Regions from separate parts of the Mus musculus genome. Here regions 1 and 2 are each linked to region 3. Evidence: chromatin contacts called from public promoter capture Hi-C data. All regions are on one chromosome and are shown on one strand. The core of a region is the stretch at or near the end of the contact, and the rest is flanking DNA. Distances in the headings are between cores, read along the strand shown.

Region 1 (2,946 bases), core at 307-2,806, 1.1 Mb before region 3:
ATGACACACCCTGTAGGGATAGGAAATAATAGTCAAGCAAGCAAGCATATGATGAGTACCTACAACTCCTACTTCTGTAAGATATGCTTTTCTTTAAAGACAGGATCTCATTATGCTAGACAGGCCTCAACTGCCAGAGTTCCATGAGCCTCTGTTTTCTGAGTGCAGGGAATAAAATCGTGAGCCACACCCCATCTGACCTAAGATGGATCTTCTGAGTTTCAGACTACCCCTTCCCTGTGGAATAAGGAAAGGGGTAGCCTGAAACTTTGTGTTGCCCGAGCCTGCCATAGCAGAGAGAAGACTAAGAACGAGAGGGCGCAGGCTTCCTGTGCTCGGCTTACATTATTTTATGTCCCCAGAACCTGCTTCCCAAATGATTACTGGAGTCGTGGAAATTAAGACTGTGTTAAGTGGACTACAAAACCCTGCCTTTGTTTGCCAAAGCCCACTGAAGCACCCATTGACCAATAATACAAATGACAGTAACCTCTAGAAAAGAAAGCTAATTATTCACAAGTGATGTGTCCTGCCAACCAACCAACCAACTAACAAACACCCCACCCAATCCAACTTCTGAGTATCTGCTTCAAAGAACTAGGCACAATGTCAAGATGGCTCTTCTCACTGCAGGAGGATATATAATTCACCAAAACGAGAGGCACTAATGGTTGAAGAACTCCTGTCTAGATAATATTTGCACCGAATGCACTACTACCCAAACCACATTATGTGTGAATCTTTAACAAACCCCTGTGTGTGCACATATGGACAGGATTTTACTCTGTAGCCCTGGCTGGCCAGGAACTCTCTTATGAAACCAGCTAGCTTCAAACTCAGACATTTACCTGCCTCTGCTTTCAGAGTACTGGGATTAAAGGCATTTGCCACTATGACCCCTCCCTTTATAAATAGGGTCTGACAATACAGCCTAGGCTAGCCTGCAACATTCTATGTAGACCAGGCTTGCCCTAAACTAGGGGAGATCTCCCTGGCTCTGCCTCCAAGTGCCACCAGACCCAAACTGTCCTTGTTTTTTTGAGACATGGTGTCATTAGGCGGTCCAGACTGAGCTCAAATTTGTGTTCTTCCTTTCTCTGTCCAAGTCCCTAGCCAAGATTCTGAAGATCACGCTATCTGCTCCGAGGCTGTTACAGCTCCCACACTCCAGGGATTTTGAGCTCTTGATATCCTTTGTTCTCAGAACCTCAAGGGGCCATGTTACCAAATAGTCAAATCCCTACCTGCTGATCTGAAACAATGGAGCACAATCCATTAACCCACAGATAGGCTGCCATCTAGAAGTTTGTTTCTTTTTGAGACAAGGTCTCACTATGTAACTCTGGCTGTTCTGAAACTCTCTCTGTAGACCAGGCTGGCCTGGAACTGAGAGATCAGCCTGCCTCTGCCTCCACCTCCTGAGTACTGGAATTAAAGGCATGCACCACTACTACCAGGCTTGTCTTTTAGAAATGTAACAGCAGAGACTAGAGCTCGGTGAGGTCACTGGAAAGCTTAGCATCTGTCTATTGGACAGCCTTCCACAAACAGGCCCCAGCAGGTGGCAGCAACGAGCTCAATGAGGCCTGGGTTCCCCAGGCGGTTTGCCTGCCTCCCACACCTTCTATAGTTGGCTTTGCTAAAGGCATGAGTGTGAATGAGTAAGCATTTAGGCTTGGGCAAGCAGGTAATGTGCACGTCTGCCATCTGCTATTTCAAATTACACTTGAAAAATGGGGCACTGTTCATAAACTACTTTCTAATTAAACTGGATTCATAAATGGAAAATGATGGGTTAGGCACAAATGATTTTCAGTTTAGGTGCCAAGAATGACATCTTTGTAAAATTCCAAAGAATGGTTCATTGTGAGGCTGCTAAGATCCTGTTGCACAAACAATCACACAGTTGTGGATGGATAGCAGTGGCCCAAACACAAACAGCAATCACCAGGAGCATTTCAGCAACCCAGAAAAAAGCAGCTCTTCTAACTCCGAGTTCTGTGCTTATCTGTAATCTTAGCCAAGAAAACAGAAAAGCCAGAAGAGGGGTCAACATGACATGGTAAGAAAGTCTTCACTGGGGTGGAGAGAGGGTTCAGTGATGAGAGGCTAAGCTCACAACCAAAAAAGTTTTCATTCTACAAACCAGCCGTTCCCATGCACTCCTCTTTCTCTTGGTAATGTAGCCCACGGACTCACTACAAGGAGGGAATGAGATGACCACATTCTACTCACCTGGTCAAGTAACAAAACAGAATCAGAACCATAGCACCTGACTAGGCCACAACTCTGCAGGGTTGTTTTCAAATTTCCTTAAATTTTAGGAAGTTTTAGGACTAGGTGCAAGCAGCCTGTGATTTAGTTTCTCTGCTGCCAGCCAGCCAGCCAATGCAGTTCTTTTCTTCTCCAGCTCTACCAAACCTAAGAAGCCTGATCTGCATTTTGTCAGATATTTCAGTGATAAGCATTATTTACATAATAATAACTCAACTGAACTTGATTAAGAACAGCTCAGACAGGGAGATTACCACTCCTAAGGCTTTCAGTAAGTTAATCACAAACCCTGCTTGGCATCTAGTTACAAAAACTGGCCCTAAAAGCTTAAAGCAAGTGCCCACTGTGTGCCCAGGTGGTGCAGGGGAATGTGTGTCTTCTGGGGTACCACAAGAGGAAGGGCGTTGTTATAGACAGAATTTTCTGTGCGAGTAAGTTGACTCCTTTCAGAGCAGTGGAGAGAACAAAGGACTTCCTTACTTATGAGGCAGTCAGTGACTGGAGGCACAGGCTTGCTCATTAAGAAATCAAGTACACACAGGAGTCAGCAGCCAGAGAGGGCCAGATGCTCTCAGCCCTCCAGACAGAATAAACTGGGAACAGGAGGGAAGGTGCTGCCCGGCTTCTGTGCAGCAAGGGCCTGCAGCTATCTTCTTTCCTCCTCACTGCTGC
Region 2 (3,093 bases), core at 160-2,659, 1.0 Mb after region 3:
CAGAATTGGCCTTGACATCAGACCAGTCTGGACAAAGAAGGAAGGAAACATTTTAGGGAGAGGGAGGGGGAGACGGAGGAGGGGGAGAGGAGAGGGAGGGGGAGAGGGAGGAGGAGGGGGAGGGGAGGGAAGGGAAGGGGGAGGGGAGAGAGGGAGGGGAGAGAGGGAAGGAGAGGGAGGGGAGAGGGAGAGGGAGAGGGAGAGGGAGAGGGAGAGGGAGAGGGAGAAGGAGAGGGAGAGGGAGAGGGAGAGGGAGAGGGAGAGGGAGAGGGAGAGGGAGAGGGAGAGAGGTTGGTGTTTTGAAATCAGGATCCCCCCCCCAAGTTCACAAATACTGGCAATTGCCAGCACACATGACCTCCCCCCCACCCGCCCCCATAGCTCGCTCTTCATAAGCCCAATGAAGCTCAATGAAGAAAAACTGTGGCTTTTTAAAAAGAAAGTAAACTACCTTAAGCACCTTTTGTCTTACTTCTCTCATATTAAATTGAGGGTTGTCATTTCTGCTATGACTTTGCATCTACCATTTGCCTCGTCAAGATTCGGTAACAAAAGAAAAGAGATATTAACTAGGGGAAAAAATTGAAATCGTTAGGGGAAAATGTGATATTATAACAAGAAAATTGTAACAATAGCACACAGCATAGCTGGCAAATGAATTTTAACTTTGAGATCCCTAGATGCTCTTTAGTGAAATATATTTCAATCTAAAAAGAAATAGGGGCCCTGCCAACCATTATTAATGCTTACTTGCCTTTTAATTGATGCACACTCTTGGAAAATGCCATGTGCATCTGGGGAAATATAGTGCACACAGCATAACCATAAATCTTTTTTTGAGATCCTGAGTATTTTACTCTTTCAGTCACCCCACCATCTTTCTGGTTTACTGGCTCCCTTTTCTTTGCTAAACATTGATGGTAATGCACACATTTTCTTTTTCCAGTAAATCACCCTTTTATAATTTGGCTTCCTCTCCATCTCGGATTCCCATCAGAACGGCTTCACCTCAGGCATATTGCAACCAATTTCCCCGTAATTAATGCCATATCTGCCTCCGAGTCCATTTCAACTCCCAAATGAAAATTGATGAGGCAGCCAACCACAGATGAGGCTCACATATCACGGATGAAAGTATCAGGCTGGGTTCCGGGCTTTGACGTTGCAGGGCTGGATCATAACAGGGGGAGGGGGTGAGTTTGCTGGTCTTTTCGGTGCACATTGCTCAGAGTAAGTGTCTGTAAATTGCCATTAGCAGATGAAGAAAAAGATTTTATATGACCCCTATCAAATTCTGCCAGAAAGACTAATGTTTAAAGGGGGCTGTGTTACAGGAACTGAGACTCCACAGCACATGAAATAATGTGTCTAGACTTGATCAAATGAGCCACACAGTGCAACAAAAGTCACCGGCAAAGAGTAACTGCCCACTTAGGTCATTTCTCCCTACCCAGGCGGGATGCAAATGGTTCAGCCTTAAAGTTGCATGCTGCTTAGGGAACAAGGGAATCAAACCCTCCACCCACAAGCCTCAACCTCAGACTTCAGAGTGGGGGTTACCGGGAAGATGAACGTATAGGGTGACCATGTACCTAAGGGCAAGAGCAAGAACAGGCTCGTTCCGTTTGTTCACTCACTGGGTTTTATTTACCTGTTTTCTAGGCTCTATTTGGTGAATGAGAACAAACTGAAAAAAAAGGAAGAAAGAAAAGGAAGGAAGAAACCATTTTTTTTCCTAGTTAGGGTGATGCTCTCAGGGCAGAGTAGGAGGGGACAGATAAGTAGATGATCATTGAATAGAAGGCACTGAATGCTGTCACCAAAGAGTAAGGGTGATGTACAGTCAAGCATGCAAGCAGGTGTTTATGCATGAAGCGTTTGGCAAGTATTCAGTGTGTGTGTGTGTGTGTGTGTGTGTGTGTGTGTCTGTCTGTCTGTCTGTCTGTCTGTCTGTCTGTATCCAAGTATACATGCATCCATGTATGTATGTATGTATGTATGTATGTATGTATGTATGTATGTGCATGAAAGAGACCATGTAAAGAGCACTGAAGCTTTTAGATGGAGCTAGTGAGCCATGTTCAGAATGAGGGACTGAAGGCAGGGTGGAGCATTTCAGGCATGCAATAGCACCTTGTTTACTGTCTTCAGAAAGTTAACCATTGCTTTAACAAAGGTGTGAGGGGAGTGAACACAAAGGCTAGAGGAAAGCTTCCAGATGCAAATCCCCCAAATATTTGGCCATCAGTGTGAATAAGGCAGATGTGAACCTGACTGTGAAAAGGTGCATGCATGTGCATATATGTATGAATCCATGTATATGTATGTACATTTGTGGGTATTTCATCAGCAGTGTGTGCCTTTTGTTTGGGCATTCCTTTGCCACATTTCTTAACACATCTCAAAAAATGAAATGTAGACATAAGGCCTTTCCTGCTCCTAAGACACCACCTTTGGGTCTCTCCAGGAAAAGACTTAATATCCTAGTTGGAATTCCCTGGTTTTAGCTTCTTCCACTAATACCGGAAGCTACCCTCCAAGAAGTGTCAGGGTGTTGAGACATGGAATTCCAGAGCACGTGTCTGTTTTAGAACAGTGTGCCCTCAGTGGGAACATAAATCACACTGACTTACTGAATTCACAAAGTCAGCCTCACTAAGCCTTTGGCACCCTGTAGCATTTCCAGGCTGCCTGTGAGCCGTGAGTAGCATGGTGTCAGGAGTGTGATAAGAGGGGTACAGGAGAAGCCTCACGTGACCTCTCGTCAAGAACACACCACAGAACTAATGCATATCCAAAAGTAGAACCCGTGTCTAAAGGTATTATATGATGGTGATGGTGATGATGATGATGGTGATGGTGATGGTGATGGTGATGATGATAATGATGATGATGGTGGTGGAGGTGGTGGTGGTGACAGTGGTGATGCTAATGTACATTGGGCAGATGGCTTAGCACTACTTTTGTTATACTATCTAAGCTGATTTGTTTCCCTGATTTATTGTAGGGAATAAAAACTACTAGTCTCAAAAATGAAAAGCCAACTTTATGATTATCGAAAATCTTAAAATTGATTGATGATAATGATGATGA
Region 3 (3,421 bases), core at 355-2,854:
TAACAGTTTCCTGTGCTCGGGGACAATCACCTTAATGCAGCTCAGATTTTCTTCATCAATTTTTTGTTTAATTGTATACAAAGAGGCAGCCAGGCAGGGATGGCTAACAGTCTCGAATTTTCCCGCGAGACGTGAAAAGCCATTTCCTGCTTCCAATTCACAGAGGCCATACTCCCCATCCTTTTCCTTGCTGGCATTTCTGCAACATATTATGCAAAGGAACTTGGCCTTGGGAGCGTGGTGGTAGTGAATACCATCCAGTGTCTCCAGTAAGGTCTCATGGCAGTTTTTCTGTGCATTCAATTGTAAACCAGAGAGATCAATCAAGACTGCTTCTGCCATTCTTCAATCAGGCAGTCTTTTTTGCCCCAAAGACTTTTTATGCCATAGCAGCTGTAAAGAAAAGTGATCACAAATAACAATAAATTCGATCTTCTTATAGATACAACCGAAATTTGTGGTGAACAAAAATAAATAAATAAATATAAAAATAAAAATAGGAAGTAAATTGCATCAATACAAAAAGTAACCAAAATAAATGTAGTGTGCAGAGCAGAAAAGCCAGTGCACCATTCATCCTGACAATTAAGGGCAGAGCCATCTTTTATTTTGTGAACAGCTGGGTACATTTTTATAGAATAGAAATTATGCTTTGTTTTCCTTATAGCAGATTTTAAGTACAAAATTACTTGTTGTCTGAGATCAAGTCTTTTTAATTATAGGATGTAAATCTGTTATGTCATTATCCCCATCATGTCTATAAGATTAGATCACATCTCATGAAATACTGAGGTCTCACCTTTAGGATATTAAGTTGAGCAGTATCAGCAGCCAATCTTCTTTGGGGTTGCGGTTGGGACAGGGATTCGAGGCAGAGCTTCTCTGTCTAACAGCCCCAGCAGTCCTGGAACTAGCTATGTAGACCAGGCTGGCTTCGACCTCAGACACCTGCTTGCCTCTGCCTCTGCCTCCCAAGTGCTGGGATTAAAGGTGTATGTCACCAGAAAGAAAGAAAGAGAGAGAGAGAGAGAGAGAGAGAGAGAGAGAGAGAGAGAGAGAGAAGAGTAAAGGTGTCTGTCACCATAAGCAAGCAAACAAACAAACACACTCATTTTTTAAAGGTAAAAGCTAGCCCACAGGCTGGGCTTTCCCCCCAGGTTTACACAGTCCTCCGCACTTGGGATAATCCCAAAAGCCACTGCAACTTGGATCAGGGTCGATTTCTGACCACTTGCAGATTCTCTGAACTCCCTGTCCAGGCTGGAGCTCCCCTCTGCCGACCCTGTGACCCCCAATTCTGACACCTACCATTGCTGAGCCTTCACCCCGACGCCCACCCCAACCTCCGCCCGCCCCGTAGGGCACTGGCGCCTTCATTCATTCTTTCCGCCAGCCGTGCAGGCGACCTCGGAGGAGCCTGGACTGCACGGTGTGCGTCCGTCCGTCCCGTCGCCGCGCCGACCTCCCCTCCGCCCGGGACTCACCGCAGGGCTGCTTCCCGCGCTCTCCTCGGCGGCCGCGAGCTGGGGCGTGAGCTGCAGGCTCGGCGCTCGAACCCCAGTGGCTCCCAAAGTCACCGGCCGGCCGGTCCGCCCGCCTCACCGCGTCCCCGGGCCTCCCGGCGGCCTCGGGCTCCCGCGGGCGTGCGCCCGGGTTTGGGTGTTCCCGCCACGGCCGCGAGGTGGCGCCCTGGAGACGCAAGGCCGAGCCCCTTGCGGGGGATTCCCGCGCCGCTCAGCAGTTCCGGGTCAGCGCCCGCAGTCACCGTGGAGGCCGCCTGAGGCCCGGGCGCTGAGGCGCGGGGGCCCGGAGAGCCGCGGGCGAGCGCGTCCCGTGAGGCGCCCGGAAGGGAAGGGAAGAAGCGTCCCCTCTCCCCGCGGGCCGTGGCGACTCCAGAAGGATCTGCTGACCCAGCAGTGTGGCCAGCTTGTCACTTAGCGCCCTCCAATCCGGGCTCAAGTAAGGGGACTCTGGTGACTTTTGTGGGGGAGTGGCTTTTTTTTTTCTTTTTTCTTTTCACTTTTTGTTTAGTTTTTAAGTTTCTAGTTAGTTTTCATTTTTTCCCCCTTTCGGCTGATTCTGTACTTTCATTTGGGACCAACATCCTTGACTGTTCACTTGTGTTGGCAACGTCGATTTCTCTTACCCCCCCCCCCAAGTGTGTCCCCTCACAGGACGGAATGCATTCATTCTTACAGTAGCAATAAGATAAAAATTAAGGCTCCTTTGTCCCCCAAGGGTTTAATGTTATTTATTTAAAAACAACAATTTGAAAATCAAGTACTGTTGTAAATGGAAAAATACCCACTCTTCAAAATATATGAGAAGGTAAGAGAAAGCGCATTTTCTGAGGACTGGCAATGGAGGAAGGAGAGGGCCTTCATTTTCCTTGGTCTTCCTCCAAGTGCTCAAGTGTTTCCTGAATGAGAAGACTCTAGGGGATCCGGGAGTCTAGAAGTCTTGTTAAGTGTGCACCCATCTCAACTTGACTAGCGGCCAAGGTAACCAGCCCACATAGAACCTACTCCAGGCCGTGTGATCACTTTCAGAGGGCACACATTGAATGCTCGCTGGACACTTCCAGGAACCCTGAGGGATAGATAACACAGATCTGATCAGACATGCATGCCTTGGCATAAACTTGCTGTCTGTTAAGGAAAATGGATTTTTTTTTTTAAAAGCAAGTTTAGAAGCTTTTTTTCTTGTTTTCATGTCCAAGGATGAGAGCTCAGGATTCATTCATGCAACAGCACTGGCAGTAACAAAACTTTCAAAATAGCTAAGTTGTTAGGGAAGTTGTGATAATGTATTTACATACCATTTCCTTCAGCATCTGGTCTGTCTGGGCTGCATTTCTTAACACTCTCTCCCCTTTCCCAGGCTACTACAGAGCCTCTCAATCCTGGTTGCACATGGGAACAAGTAGAACTTAATAGTAGAGTAGGTACCCCACACCCCGGCTGCAGATTGACTCAGAGTCTATGGGAGTCAGGCCTGGGCTTGTTTTGTTCTGCTTTTTTATTTTTATCTCGCAGATGATTCACATGCATAATTCATTTTGGAAGACAAACAACAAACTCCTTCTCAAGCCATGCAAGTAAAGGCTGTTCTATCGTAGGCCATCGACAATTCTTTACATTTGCTGCTTGTTGTCCTTTGAACACGTTTCTTTTGTGAGCTGACCTGCTCTCGGTTGCTCAATACCCTTCAAGCTTAAACATAACCTTCCTGGAGGCCTGGTTGCCTCACTTCGCAGAATAGCTTCCTTGGGATTTTCATGCACGAGGAGCCCTCTGATAGACACAGTCTGAGCTCAGGGCCAAACAGTACACTGCAAAGTTTGGCTAGACCCTGAATCACACATTTTATAGGAATGAAAGTTCTTACAGGTTATGGAGGTTTGGTCTATGTAAAGCTTTTA

Evidence for each region. Promoter capture Hi-C pulls out the DNA fragments that hold promoters and counts their contacts.
Region 1: a promoter capture Hi-C map of stem cell-derived epiblast-like cells shows a contact between it and region 3, with 3 times the contacts expected there. The contact joins the enhancer-like site here to the promoter of Lacc1 in region 3. A contact is called at or near these places in 9 of 39 promoter capture datasets (the HPC-7 cell line, embryonic stem cells, hippocampal neurons and 4 more), 3 of 115 datasets of contacts at active chromatin or transcription factors (acute myeloid leukemia, embryonic stem cells and fetal liver) and 2 of 9 other capture datasets (adipose tissue and liver).
Region 2: a promoter capture Hi-C map of second pharyngeal arch cranial neural crest shows a contact between it and region 3, with 3 times the contacts expected there. The contact joins the enhancer-like site here to the promoter of Lacc1 in region 3. A contact is called at or near these places in 10 of 39 promoter capture datasets (the 3T3-L1 cell line, the HPC-7 cell line, cranial neural crest and 5 more), 4 of 115 datasets of contacts at active chromatin or transcription factors (craniofacial prominence, embryonic limb bud and embryonic stem cells) and 1 of 9 other capture datasets (embryonic stem cells).

Annotation. Positions count from the first base shown.
Region 1 is chr14:75,898,160-75,901,105 of GRCm38.p6, forward strand. All of the region lies in intron 7 of Gtf2f2 (general transcription factor IIF, polypeptide 2), which reads right to left. Among named protein-coding and RNA genes, the nearest start is that of Gm52138, 8.9 kb to the left of the region's middle. Within about 2 kb of position 1,557, at least 81 of the 459 cell types and tissues checked have an H3K27ac peak or open chromatin away from gene starts, as enhancers often do. A contact at or near this core is called in stem cell-derived epiblast-like cells, where this site is marked.
Region 2 is chr14:78,059,297-78,062,389 of GRCm38.p6, forward strand. No RefSeq gene overlaps it. Among named protein-coding and RNA genes, the nearest start is that of Fam216b, 28 kb to the right of the region's middle. Within about 2 kb of position 1,410, at least 16 of the 459 cell types and tissues checked have an H3K27ac peak or open chromatin away from gene starts, as enhancers often do. A contact at or near this core is called in craniofacial prominence and second pharyngeal arch cranial neural crest, where this site is marked.
Region 3 is chr14:77,035,013-77,038,433 of GRCm38.p6, forward strand. It overlaps Lacc1 (laccase domain containing 1), which reads right to left and starts at 1,605. Exons shown (of 8, transcript NM_172488.2): 1 at 1,485-1,605; 2 at 800-978; 3 at 1-393. The coding sequence starts at 342. It overlaps Ccdc122 (coiled-coil domain containing 122), which reads left to right and starts at 1,760. Exons shown (of 6, transcript NM_175369.4): 1 at 1,760-1,959.